Linked DNA regions of Podarcis muralis: region 1 is linked to region 2. Evidence: chromatin contacts called from public Hi-C data. All regions are on one chromosome and are shown on one strand. Each heading gives the region's core, a stretch centred on a gene start, on an enhancer-like site or on the middle of the called end of the contact. The rest is flanking DNA. Distances are from core to core; before and after follow the strand shown. Region 1 holds the start of LOC114598062 (mitochondrial ubiquitin ligase activator of nfkb 1-A-like). Region 2 holds the start of ABCF3 (ATP binding cassette subfamily F member 3).

Evidence for each region. A called contact is a pair of places that touch in the nucleus more often than the background predicts.
Region 1: a Hi-C map of blood shows a contact between it and region 2, with 8 times the contacts expected there. The contact joins the promoter of LOC114598062 here to the promoter of ABCF3 in region 2. A contact is called at or near these places in 2 of 3 Hi-C or Micro-C datasets (blood and tail).

What each region holds. Positions count from the first base shown.
Region 1 is chr6:7,344,087-7,350,217 of rPodMur119.hap1.1, reverse strand. It overlaps LOC114598062 (mitochondrial ubiquitin ligase activator of nfkb 1-A-like), which reads left to right and starts at 1,777. Exons shown (of 5, transcript XM_028731713.2): 1 at 1,777-1,915; 2 at 3,536-3,671; 3 at 6,084-6,131. The coding sequence starts at 3,555.
Region 2 is chr6:7,048,998-7,054,962 of rPodMur119.hap1.1, reverse strand. It overlaps ABCF3 (ATP binding cassette subfamily F member 3), which reads right to left and starts at 2,273. Exons shown (of 21, transcript XM_028731730.2): 1 at 2,116-2,273. The coding sequence starts at 2,191.

The DNA.
Region 1 (6,131 bases), core at 528-3,027, 300 kb before region 2:
TGGGACCTCCTGTATCACAAAGCAGATGCTTTTATCACTCAGCTATGGCCATGCTTAGTAGGCATTGCTCTACAGTAGGTAGAGCCTTAGGTCATTTCCAGCCAGTCCCTGTTTGTGAGTCATATACCGGCAAATTTAAGTTGCAGAGTTTAAGTGGATTTGACACACTTGAATAACAAGCATGCTCCCCCCGAAAAAGTGAGGAGGAAGGAATTTTTGTGGTAAGAAAAAATGGCAGGAAAGGGGTGGGATAATGGTGATAGTCAATGACATCATATACCCGATGCACATTTGGTCAGAAAATGCCCACTCTCTTCAGTGGTATTTTTGCACTGGTGAGTGTGTCGGGGGGGGGGGGGTGTTGCAGCATCCCATGGTTATCTATCTGGATCCTTCCTCACATAACATTACAAGTTATGTGGTTTAATGACACCAGTAGCCTGCATGCAGCATCAGACCCATATTTTGTTATTTTACTTATAGTGATTATTAGGTATGTTTCTTTTCCAGAGTACATAGAATCATAGAATTGTAGAGTTGTAAGGGGTCTTGCAAGGCAAGAATCACAGCTAAAGAATCTCTGACCGATGGCCATCTAACCTCTCTTTAAAAGCCTCCAATGAAGGACAGTCCACCACAGCTCTTACAGTCAGAAAGTTCTTTCTAATGTTTAGTAAGAATTTCCTTTCTTGTCATTCAAATCCAATGGTTTGGGTCCTACCCTTGCTGCATCTTCCAAATGGCAACCCTTCAGATATTTGAAGAAGGCTATCATGTCACCTCTGTCTCCTCTTTTCCGGGCTAAACATACCCAGCTCCTTCAACCGTTCCTCATCGGACTTGGTTTCCAGACCCTTGATCATCTTGGTCACCTTCCTCTGCACACTTTCCAGCTTGTCAACACCCTTCTTGAACTAGGGTGCCCGGAACTGGCCACAGAACTCCAGGCTGGGTGTGGCCAAGGCAGAATAGAGGAACACTAGAATCACAGAATTGTAAAGTTGGAAGTGACCTCAAGGGTCATTTAGTCCAAACACCTGCGAAGCATTAATTTCAACTAGATAGAATCATAGTTTGAAGGGAGCTCTTAATCCTGACACAACACTTCTGTTGATGCAGCCTAGAATAAGAGAGGGCATGACATTAAACTGGCATATGAATGGCTTTAACAATAATTGATTTATTATTTGTTTTTATTTATTTCATAAAATGTATACACCGCTTGACAGTACATTTTAAAAAAACACCTCAGAGGGGCTTACAAAAAAATAAATAGGACAAGAAAATACAAGGGGTGGGGATTGCAGGCGTACTTTAAAAACATACAAAAAATTGAAATGCTAAAGCAGATCAAAACCACCTCAATTTTCTAAAGCAGGAATGTTTCTAAATGTTTCTAAAGCAGGAATGTTTCTAAAGCAGGAATGTTTCTAGCAGGTGAAGGATAATTAAATGCAACAAACTCCTCTGCCAGACCACGGTGCAAGCTCGGATAAACGGGGTAAATTCCGGGCAAGGTAAAAAATAACCTTCCCGTCGCCCTCGTCCATTTCCACGCCTCCAAATCGCTGTCAAAGCCATTTAAATGCTTGCTGAGCTCGCCGCTATGCCTGATGGGATTTGTAGTCCCAGGTAACCGGAGCGAATCGGAAGGTACTTACCGTATGCCGATGCCTGCCATTGGGCGATGCAGAGAATGCCGGGAGTCGTAGTCTCCGTCGCTGGAGGCGCTCGCCGCGTCGCCACCAGGGCGCGAGGCCCGCTGGACTTCGCTTCCCGTGTGCCACCGCGGCGAGGGGCGGAGCGGCGTGGGTGTAACGCACTGGGCAGCTCGGCCGGGGATCTGATGCGCGTTGCTTGGTTCCGCTGGGAAAGAGGTCCGCGGAGATGGAGGTGACCGCTCTCGCGCCAGGAGGTAGGTGGGCCCGGGACCCGCCGGGTACCTGCACCTGCATGTCGGCGTCGCCTTTGTACCCCACCTGTCTCGTTTCCCTTTCACCTCCCACCTCAACCCTGCGAGGTGGGTTCCTTAGGCGGACAGGCTGTCAGGTCGCCCGGCGAGCTTCGTGGCTTGAGTTGGGGCGGGATTTGAACCCAGATCCTGGACGCGGAGTTGGGTGGAGGGGGCGGGCGTGGGTGCCTCGGAGCACGTGTTTTTCGGGTGGGGGGCAGGGCTGGGCATGGAGGGGCTTCCCTTTCCCTGGGTGGGCAAGCATTGTGGCGCCCTCCTCTGCTGCCAGGGCCTACCAGCCCTCTGCTCCCTTCTCTGGAGCAAGTAGTTTCCTGGTGCAGCAGTTAGATTTCTCTATTCCACACGTCAAGGCCAGCCCTGCTGGGTACACCCTTTGAAGTCAGCAGCCAGCCTATTTATTTTACAATTATATCCCACCTTTTTCCCTCCGGGGTGTCAAGGTGGCGTCCTTGGTTGTCCCCCTTCTGGTTCGTCCTCACAACAGCCCTGTGAGGTAGGCTAGGTTGAGAGACAATGACTAGCCCAGGGAACTTGGTGACTGAGTGGGGAATTTGAACTCCGGTCTCTCCCAGGATAACTCCACATTCTAACCATTGTGTAGGCTCATTCATTTCTGCTCCGAGTTGAACTTTGTAGAATGCAATCCAAGGTGTCTTATGTGGCTCATGAACGAAATGCAGGTCACCGGTCTAAGGTGGTTTTGCGGAGTAAAGATGGAGGTGTTGAACCAGTAGTGCTGAACTTCTCATTCCTGTCCACCTCCCAGAAATCCTGCTTTCATCCTGGAGAGACTGCCCTTTGGGTGTCCTTGATATCAGCAGGACAACTGAAGGGGACACTGACCAGAGCATAGGATGCCAAGCAAAGCTCTGCAGAAAAATCAATCTGGCACTGCCTTCTTCCTTGTTCAGACTTGATAAAGCATATCTCGGCCTGGGTGATCCTCCCTTGTCATGTGACCAGCTTTCTGCATAAAGCGGAGGGCGGCATGTCAGCAAGAGTTTTGCAGTGCATTTATTTATTTATTTGTGCTTGTAAACTGCTTTAAAAATCTCCAAGCAGTGTGTACAACATAAAAGTGATAGGCAATATCATGAGAACAAAAAAAAACACCAAAAAAAAACACCACTAAAAACAGCCGCAGTAAAGGAAACATCTAAAAACGAAAGTGGATGCTCTAGAGAATAAAAACAGCACCTGACCTTGTGGGTCCGATCTTCATGTATTACAGAGGGAAGGGCATTTCATAGTATAGTGGTGCCGTGAGTGGAATTTCCCCAGATAATCTAAGTGATTTTACAGATCTATAAAGGGCTAGGCAGACATAGCATGGGGGGGGGGAGTCCCATGTTTGATCTTGGGTCTCTCCAAGTCAGTATAGATAGCACTGAGCTACATGGGCCAGGGGTCTGGTGACTGTAGAAGGCAGCTTCCTCTGGTGTTATTCAGACAGTGCTTGTTCTCCGTGTTTCTGGACACTTCCATGTCCAAGAATCACTCTAGGTGGGAGAGGTGTTTCCTTCTTCCTATGTAACTCAGTATCTGATTTCGCTTCTTTTCCAGCTGTCAGGAAGAAGCTCTGATGGATACTTTGCCTTTGACACCAGGAGAGCTGGTGTGTTTAGGATCCAGCCTGGCCTTCTCTGGTCTCTTTTATTACCTACACAGGAAGAAGGCCAAGGTGGTGACCAAGATCCAGGTATGCTGTTGCACATCCTGCTTCTCCCTTGCTCTTGGGAGAACAGATCAGAGTGATATTTAGCATCTGTACAGCTTGTCTCAAGTATTCAAAGCATTTCCCATGATGCTTCAATCATCTTTACGATAGTACTATATGATAGTCTGGTATTTATCCACATATTGTATCTGGAGTTCGAGGGAGTGGAGTGCTAGAACCCAGGGTGGTTAGAAGGGTTTCCCAATGGTTGTCACTTCAGGGCAGACACAAGATAGCATCCCTTTGCACAGCATAGAAGTGTAGAGTTGGAACGGACCATGAGGATCATCTAGTCTTCATATATAGGAATCTTTTGCCCAACGTGGGGTTCAAACCCACAACTATGAGGTTAAGAGTCTCATGCTCCACCAAGTGAGCAAAATTCACTACCATGAGATTTTGGGATGGGCATGAGCTTTGATGGCTTTGGAAGGGGGTTGGTCAAATTCACAGGGGGGGGGGGTAGAATTCTGCCAAGCAACTTGCAGGGTGTTGCTGGAAACTGAATGCTTGGCTAGATGGGCTTTTGGCCTAAACCAGCAGGGTAGCTTTGAAGTGTAAATTTAGCAGAAAAGTTTTGAAATGTGAATTGGGCAGCTTTTAAGGTGGCACTCGCAGAAAAATCTGCATAGATCAGGGTTAGAGAGACTGTGGCACTCCAGATCTTGTTAGACTTCAGCTCCCATAACCTCCAGCCCACATGACCAGTTGTTAGGAACTATGGGAGTTGTAGTCCAGCAACTTCTGGAGGACCGCAGGCTCCCCATCCCTGCCGTTGATGACCTTGGGGCATGGGGAGGAATGTACAGGGAGAGATGGTCCATTAGTTCCCAAGCCACACAGCACCAAATCAATGTGCTGCTTTTAACCATTAAAGCCCTACATGGCTTGGGTGGCAATGAGAGAGATGGCCTTGTTGGTGCTGGCCCCCCGTTTATGGAACTCTGTCTCTAAAGAGGCTCTCCTGATACCTACTTTAATGCCACTTTGGTCCTGGACGGAGACCTTTCAAGGCTACAATCCTGACCCCTTGATGGACTAATAATAATAATAATAATAATAATAATAATAATAATAATAATAAAATTATTTGTACCCCACCCTACCCGTCCGGAGCTGGGCTCAGAGCAGCTAACATCATATAAATAATACAATAAGCATAAAAACAAGCAATCAGTCAATTAAAATGCATCCCAAAATTAATTAAAATAAATTAAAATTCAAAAAGCACAGCCAGCACCACACCTGCAGTCCTGTGGCTCACCCTGGCCAGAGCAGAAGAGTGGGGGTGGATAAATGCCCCTTTTTATATCATCATCATCATCATCATCATCACCACCACCACCATTTTATTATTTATATGCCATCCATTTGACTGAGTTGCCCCAGCCACTCTGGGCGGCTTCCCGCAAAATATAGAAGTGTAATAAAACATCAAACATTAAAAACTTCCCTATACGCGGCTACCTTGAGATGTTTTCTAAAAGTCAGATAGTTGTTTATTTCCTTGACATCTGATGGGAGGTCGTTCCACTTGGTGGGCACCACTGTTGAGAAGGCCCCCTGCCTGGTTCACTGTAACTTCGCTTCTCGCAGTGAGGGAACCGCCAGAAGGCCCTCGGAGCTGGACCTCAGTGTCCAGGCTGAACGATGGAGGTGTTGTGCCAACTCCCAGGCTGGTGTAACAAAGAGGACTGGTGCAGGCACATTGCCACTATGTGACAGCATCTGAGTTCACACAGGACACCAGGGACTTTGTACTGGCGTCATCACATCCTATTCCAGGGGTTTCCGCTGGTTACAGGCAGCTTTTTGCACTTTCTGCTCATCTGCCATTTAGGCGGGTGCACTGGGGCGCCAGGGCCCTTGGTGACAAGGCTTCCTGCCATGGCAGAGCTCTTCTGCTGGCAGAGGTGGGTAGAGGGGCACCCCCATGTCAATCCATCCCACTCTAACATGGAGGATGGTGGGGGCTTGGATTCTTTCTGGACCTTTTAACATTTATAACATCGCCAGTTTCAGCCTCCGTATAATTTGATGGCGTTTAGCTTTAGCTTGCATTTGGGTTTTTAGCTTTGATATTATTGCACTGGTGCAGATACTTCTTCCTCCCTTGCTGATTAGCTGTGTTATTTTGAAATGTTTGCAATCCGCTGGTGTCTTGCTATATTTTAATGTCTGTTCTATATTGGATCGTCTCTCACCTAGAGGCTCGTTGCACAAGAAAACCGATGAACATAAGAAATACAGTTCTTATGACATAGAGAATTGACTAGAACTGTTGAATCGGAAGCTCAGGAAAGAACTTAGATTTGAACTCGGGACTTAACGTTTTTTCTTATACTGCCTCTTCCATTTCAACCCTTACTTGTTTTTTTTTCTTCTTCCATGCAGGAAGCACCAAAGCTTCAAGTCAATGACAGTCTTCCCAGCATCCTCTCT
Region 2 (5,965 bases), core at 1,024-3,523:
AGCCTCTGGGCCTTGGGCTGATCCATACCCTGTGAGGGTTTCCCAGAAAAATACCTTCCTAGACCTTGAAAGGAAAGGAGAAAGGAAGTAGGAGGATAAAGAACAGGCAAAATGTTTCATCATTCTGGAACTCTGAGTCCCAATCAGGGAAAGAATGGATTCAAGGCTGCAGAGATGAGGTGATGTATCAAAGCTGCAACACTAGGCATACTTATGATCGCCAAAGAAGAAGAAGAAGAAGACGACGACGACTTATCTGGATGTAAATCCAGTTGAAATCTATTGGGCTTATTTCCACATAAGCATGTTTAGGATCAGGGCTGAAACTGAAATAAATAAGAGTAAAGTTTGCTTCCTTTAAACATGTCTAGTTGGATAGAAATCCTGAACCACTGACCTAAGACTAAAGCCTGTTAAATAAGCAGCCCATGATCTATTTTCTGCTCTGCCGACTTTTGCCTCTGGCCTGCCCCACCACTGGTATGTGGCCCTTGGGTGCTCGCCTCAGGCTGAAAATGGTGAAGCTGGCAGGTGAAGACTTTTTTGTTCAAACAGGCTTTTAGGAACTGACTACTTTCAATCAAAGGGCTGGTGCTGTACTGTTTTTAATTATGATTGTTTGCATGGTTCCAATAGATTTTTCCAAGCATATACATATAGCACACACACACAAACACACACACACATATATGTATGCATATATTACTTTACCATATATACTTTACTTGTACAGTGGTACCTCGGGTTCCGGAGGTCCATTCTTAACCTGAAACTGTTCTGAACCTGAAGTACCACTTTAGCTAATGGGGCCTCCTGCTGCCGCCGGAGCCCGATTTCTGTTCTTATCCTGAAGCAAAGTTCTTAACCTGAAGCACTATTTCTGGCTTAGTGGAGTGTGTAACCTGAAGCATATGTAACCTGAAGCGTATGTAACCCGAGGTACCACTGTATATATATTCTACTTCTAATAGCGTTGGTTTTTAAAATGATTTCCCCCTCATGGTTCTCGTTTAGCGGTTCTCATTTTTATATGCAAGCTGTCATGAGCCCCAAGGAAAAATAAATACTGTACAGTATGCAATAATAATTTCTTGCCTGTCATTTAACAACAAGTCTGCCGTTATCTTTGGAGACCCCCTCAACCCCCCCCCCGCCCAATTAACTCATTGAAATATATATATATATCTGTCACTTGACTGGTTTCCAAACAAGGTAGGTGGCGTTGCTGATTTGTTAAACTGGGTGGCTGACAGGCCCTCAGCCTGAACCACAAGTGTCTCTTTAGGCTCAAATTTGGGGAGAAGGCGCTTGATTCCTTGGATTGCCCACTGAACCAAACAGGAGTTACTTCTGAGTAGGCAATGTGCAGGAGCAGCAAAGGTTCTTGGGATGCAGAAAGGTTTTTAAAATTATTATTGAAAGAGAGATTTGCAAGGGGGTGGGCACGTTTTATAAAGCATGTTTCCAGCTTTAAGAAGCCTTGTGGCAGTTTGAGCAATCGTGTGACTACTGTGTGTGTATATGCATGTGTATATGTATAGACACACATATGTATGGATATTGATATGCGCGCACACGCACACACACACACACATATATATATATATATGAGAATGAAATATATGATATATGGGTGTCATTACCTGGGACCTTCGTTCCAGATAACACACACACACACACACACACACCATGGGTGTAGCTAAGGGGGTGGTGGCAGAGGGGGGCACTTGCCCCCCCCATCAAGTAAAACAATAGAAATAACTAATTGACCAGTTACGCCGGTTGTGCCCCCCCCCACGAAGTCCTGCCCCCCCTCCCTACCAAAAGCCCTGGCTACGCCCATGACACACACCCGCCTGGGGGCCTCGCATCCCATACAGCCGACACGAGGGGAGGCCAAAGGCGAAGAAGGAGCGGAGGGCCAAGGACCCGTTTCGCTTCCTCGCGCCGCCCGCCGCCCCCCTTCCCTCAGCATGGCCACCTCAGCCTTGCGGAGGGAAGCCGGGGACAGCCACGCTGAGGGAGCCCGGCTGGTCCCGGCTGTGCTGAGGAGAAAGACGCCCCCCGCCCGCAGCCCAGCCCCCCCCCCCCGCTTCGCCCTCGCCTCAGCCGCACCGGTCACGTAATCGAACATCTCCCCGTCGAGTTCCGGGAACTCCCTCCGCAGGATCTCGGCGCAGGAGGCCGCCATCGCCGCCCGGCCTCTGGGCCTTCCTCGGAGCCCGGATGCAGCCTTCGGACTCCGAGGCCGACGCCGCGGTGGTCGATGGGAAATGTAGTCCATTCTTGGGAGGAAGGAGAGCAGCCGGGCGCAAAGGACCCTGGGAAAGAGGAGGGGCAGAGAAAAGGATCGGGGCCTTCCTCTCCCCATTTCTCATCCAACTCCAAACGCAACCAATGGCCCCCTTTTCCATGTCTGCAATATCCTAGGCCCAAAGGGTGGAAGAGAGTAAGAGTGGTTCTACATTGCAAGGATAGTCCCTCAGAAGCTGGTAGACTCTCCTTCCTTGGAGGTTTTTAAAAAGCAAAGTTTAAACGGCCGTTTGTCGTGCATGACCTGGTTGAGATTCCTACATTGCAGGGGGTTGGACTAGATGACCCTGGAGACCCCTTCCAACTCTAGAACGATTCTATGATTCTGTTTTCTCCTTTCTGAATGGGTAGCTCTTCTACACTGAAAGCAAACCTTTTGGGGGGCGGGGTGTAAAGAAGGAAGTGTGTGATTTTAATTCAGAAGAGTCAGCTTTTGGAAGATTAGGAAATATTGCTCTAATAGCACTGCATGCGAGGTAAGGCAAACAACAAAATTAGCAACCCCTATGGTCCACTGAATGATACTCCCAGTATGTACTGTTTTAATATGAATAAGTACGTTTTGGCATATTCCATTTAGGCCACCAGATGGCAGCAACAGCCTGAATTTGATAACGTACGTTGTTGTCCTGTCCGACTCTTCGTGACCCCCTGGACCAGAGCACGCCAGGCACTTCTGTCTTCCACTGCCTCCCACAGTTTGGTCAGACTCATGTTTGTAGCTTCGAGAACACTGTCCCACCATCTCGTCCTCTGTCGTCCCCTTCTCCTTGTGCCCTCAATCTTTCCCAACATCAGGGTTTTTTCAAGGGAGTCTTCTCTTCTCATGAGGTGGCCAAAGTCTTGGAGCCTCAGCTTCAGGATCTGTCCTTCCAGTGAGCACTCAGGGCTGATTTCCTTAAGAATGGATACGTTTGATCGTCTTGCAGTCCATGGGACTCTCAAGAATCTCCTCCAGCACCATAATTCAAAAGCATCCATTCTTCGGCCATCAGCCTTCTTTATGGTCCAGCTCTCACTTCCATACATCACTACTGGGAAAACCATAGCTGTAACTATACGGACCTTTGTTGGCAAGGTGATGTCTCTGCTTTTTAAGATGCTGTCTAGGTTCGTCATTGCTTTTCTCCCAAGAAGCAGGCGTCTTTTAATTTCGTGACTGCTGTCACCATATGCAGTGATCATGCAGGAGCCCAAGAAAGTAAAATCTCTCACTGCCTCCATTTCTTCCCCTTCTATTTGTCAGGAGGTGATGGGACCAGTGGCCACGATCTTCGTTCTTTTGATGTTGAGCTTCAGACCATATTTTGCACTCTCCTCTTTCACCCTCATTAAAAGGTTCTTTAATTCCTCCTCACTTTCTGCCATCAAGGTTATGTCATCTGCATATCTGAGGTTGTTGATATTTCTTCCGGCAATCTTAATTCCAGTTTGGGATTCATCCAGTCCAGCCTTTCGCATGATGTATTCTGCATATAAGTTAAATAAGCAAGGAGACAATATACAGCCTTGTCATACTCCTTTCCCAATTTTGAACCAATCAGTTGTTCCATATCCAGTTCTAGCTGTAGCTTCTTGTCCCACATAGAGATTTCTCAGGAGACAGATGAGGTGATCAGGCACTCCCATTTCTTTAAGTAGTCACAGCTTTAGTTTGCTGTGGTTGACGCAGTCAAAGACTTTTGCATAGTCAATGAAGCAGAAGTAGATGTCTTTCTGGAACTCTCTAGCTTTCTCCATAATCCAGCGCATGTTTGCAATTTGGTCTCTGGTTCCTCTGCCCCTTCGAAATCCAGCTTGTACTTCTGGGAGTTCTCGGTCCACATACTGCTTGAGCCTTCCTTGTAGAATTTTAAGCATAAGCTTGCTAGCATATGAAATGAGTGTAATTGTGCAGCAGTTAGAGCATTCTTTGGCACTGCCCTTCTTTGGGATTGGGATGTGGACTGGCCACTGCTGAGTTTCCCAAACCTTCTGGCATATTGAGTTTAGCACCTTAACAGCATCATCTTTAAAGATTTTAAATAGTTCCGCTGTAATTTGCCATTTCTGGGTATCAGCAATTTTCTGGGAAGTTTTAAAAAGGCAACAAGGGTAGAGATCTCAGATAATGTGTATCAGGCTGGAGGCTGCTGAAAAAAGAATGTGTTTGCATTCACCAGAGGGAACAGGACAACTTTGGCTGAGGTGTAAACTGTCCAAACTTTCTGAACTGTAGTCTGAACAGGCAGTGGGCTCATCTGGGTAAGAGAAAGAAAATCTGTGCTCTGTAGGATGTGGCAGGATGGGGGAGCCTTTTCTGGGGTTTTACTGCAGAGTGAGGAAGAGAGAGACTTCTATTATGCTCTTCCTTAGAGGCAATGTTGGGAGGTTTGCACAATGTCTACAGCCATACTACCCTGAACATGCCTGAATTTGGAAGCTAAGCAGGGTCAGACCTGGTTAGTACTTGGATGGGAGACAGCCTGGGAAAAATGGGTGCCATAGTATGCCTTTGCCTCCTTTGGCCTGTTGGCGGCCCCTCTGTGCTTTTCCCTCTCCATTTGCCACACTACTGGCTGCTCTTTCATCATTCGTTTTTTTATCCACTTCTATTGTGGCGTCCCCTTTTAGCCTTGCTACGCTGCAACTACTTCCTCCCTTTCACTACAGACTCTATGCCAGAGAACGCTTGCTGCTTTTTAGAGTGCCAGGTCCACTGAGCACATGCCTGCCCTTTACCTGAGGCCTCAGGACAGGTTGTAACAATTAAATATATAAGTAGAAAGCAAGTAAAACAGAACAGTAAAACCATAAAAGTGTAAAAACAATTAAATATATTTACATATATAAAATAATACAAATCTTTAAAAACAATTCTGCATGCAAAGGCAGTTAAGATAGTTCCAGTAGAGATGTAGACTGGAATAATAATAATAATAATAATAATAATAATAATAATAATAATAAACACTTGAAAGGCATGCTGATGAATCTTTCCCTTCGGGTTTCCCTCAGATCCTCATTTTCCCAGGCTCTAGCACAGTTCACCACATTTACACATCTTTGCAATTTTTTAAAAGAAGTGCTTATGATAATTAATCAGTATTTAAGTAAAACTTTTTATCATTGTGCATAATTTCACAAACATATCCCCTTAATGCATTTTTGTATGTTGTTTTTGTTAATATTTGCATTTTGTTTGCACTTGTTCCTAATACGTGCATTTTTGTGTTGGAGAACCGCATCATAAAATTCTGAGGCATGCAAAGGGTACCTGCATGTCAGTTCATGTGTTGTTTCAGGAAGCGTGAAGTTATGCACACTTTCCCTGCTTCCCAGTTCCAGGCATACCTCCTGGAATACTTCCTTGCTTGATTAAAATGGGGAGCCAGCAAAGAAAATAAATCAGCCGAGGGCGTAGAACTACAGGGTGGTAGGACCTGCTAACTGCCACCAGAGGGCATCCTTGAATTAAGAGGAAGCAAAGGAAAGGAAATAAGACAGAATAGCTTAGAAAAGAGCCAAGTCTGGATTTACACCTCCTCCTCCATGTTTTAACTTTATTGCTAAAGTTGCTATATTGCTATATTCATTACCTCAAAGATGCACCATGGTCTTGGATACCATCAATAAAGCAAAACACACACACAAAAAAGAGGGGAGGGAATTT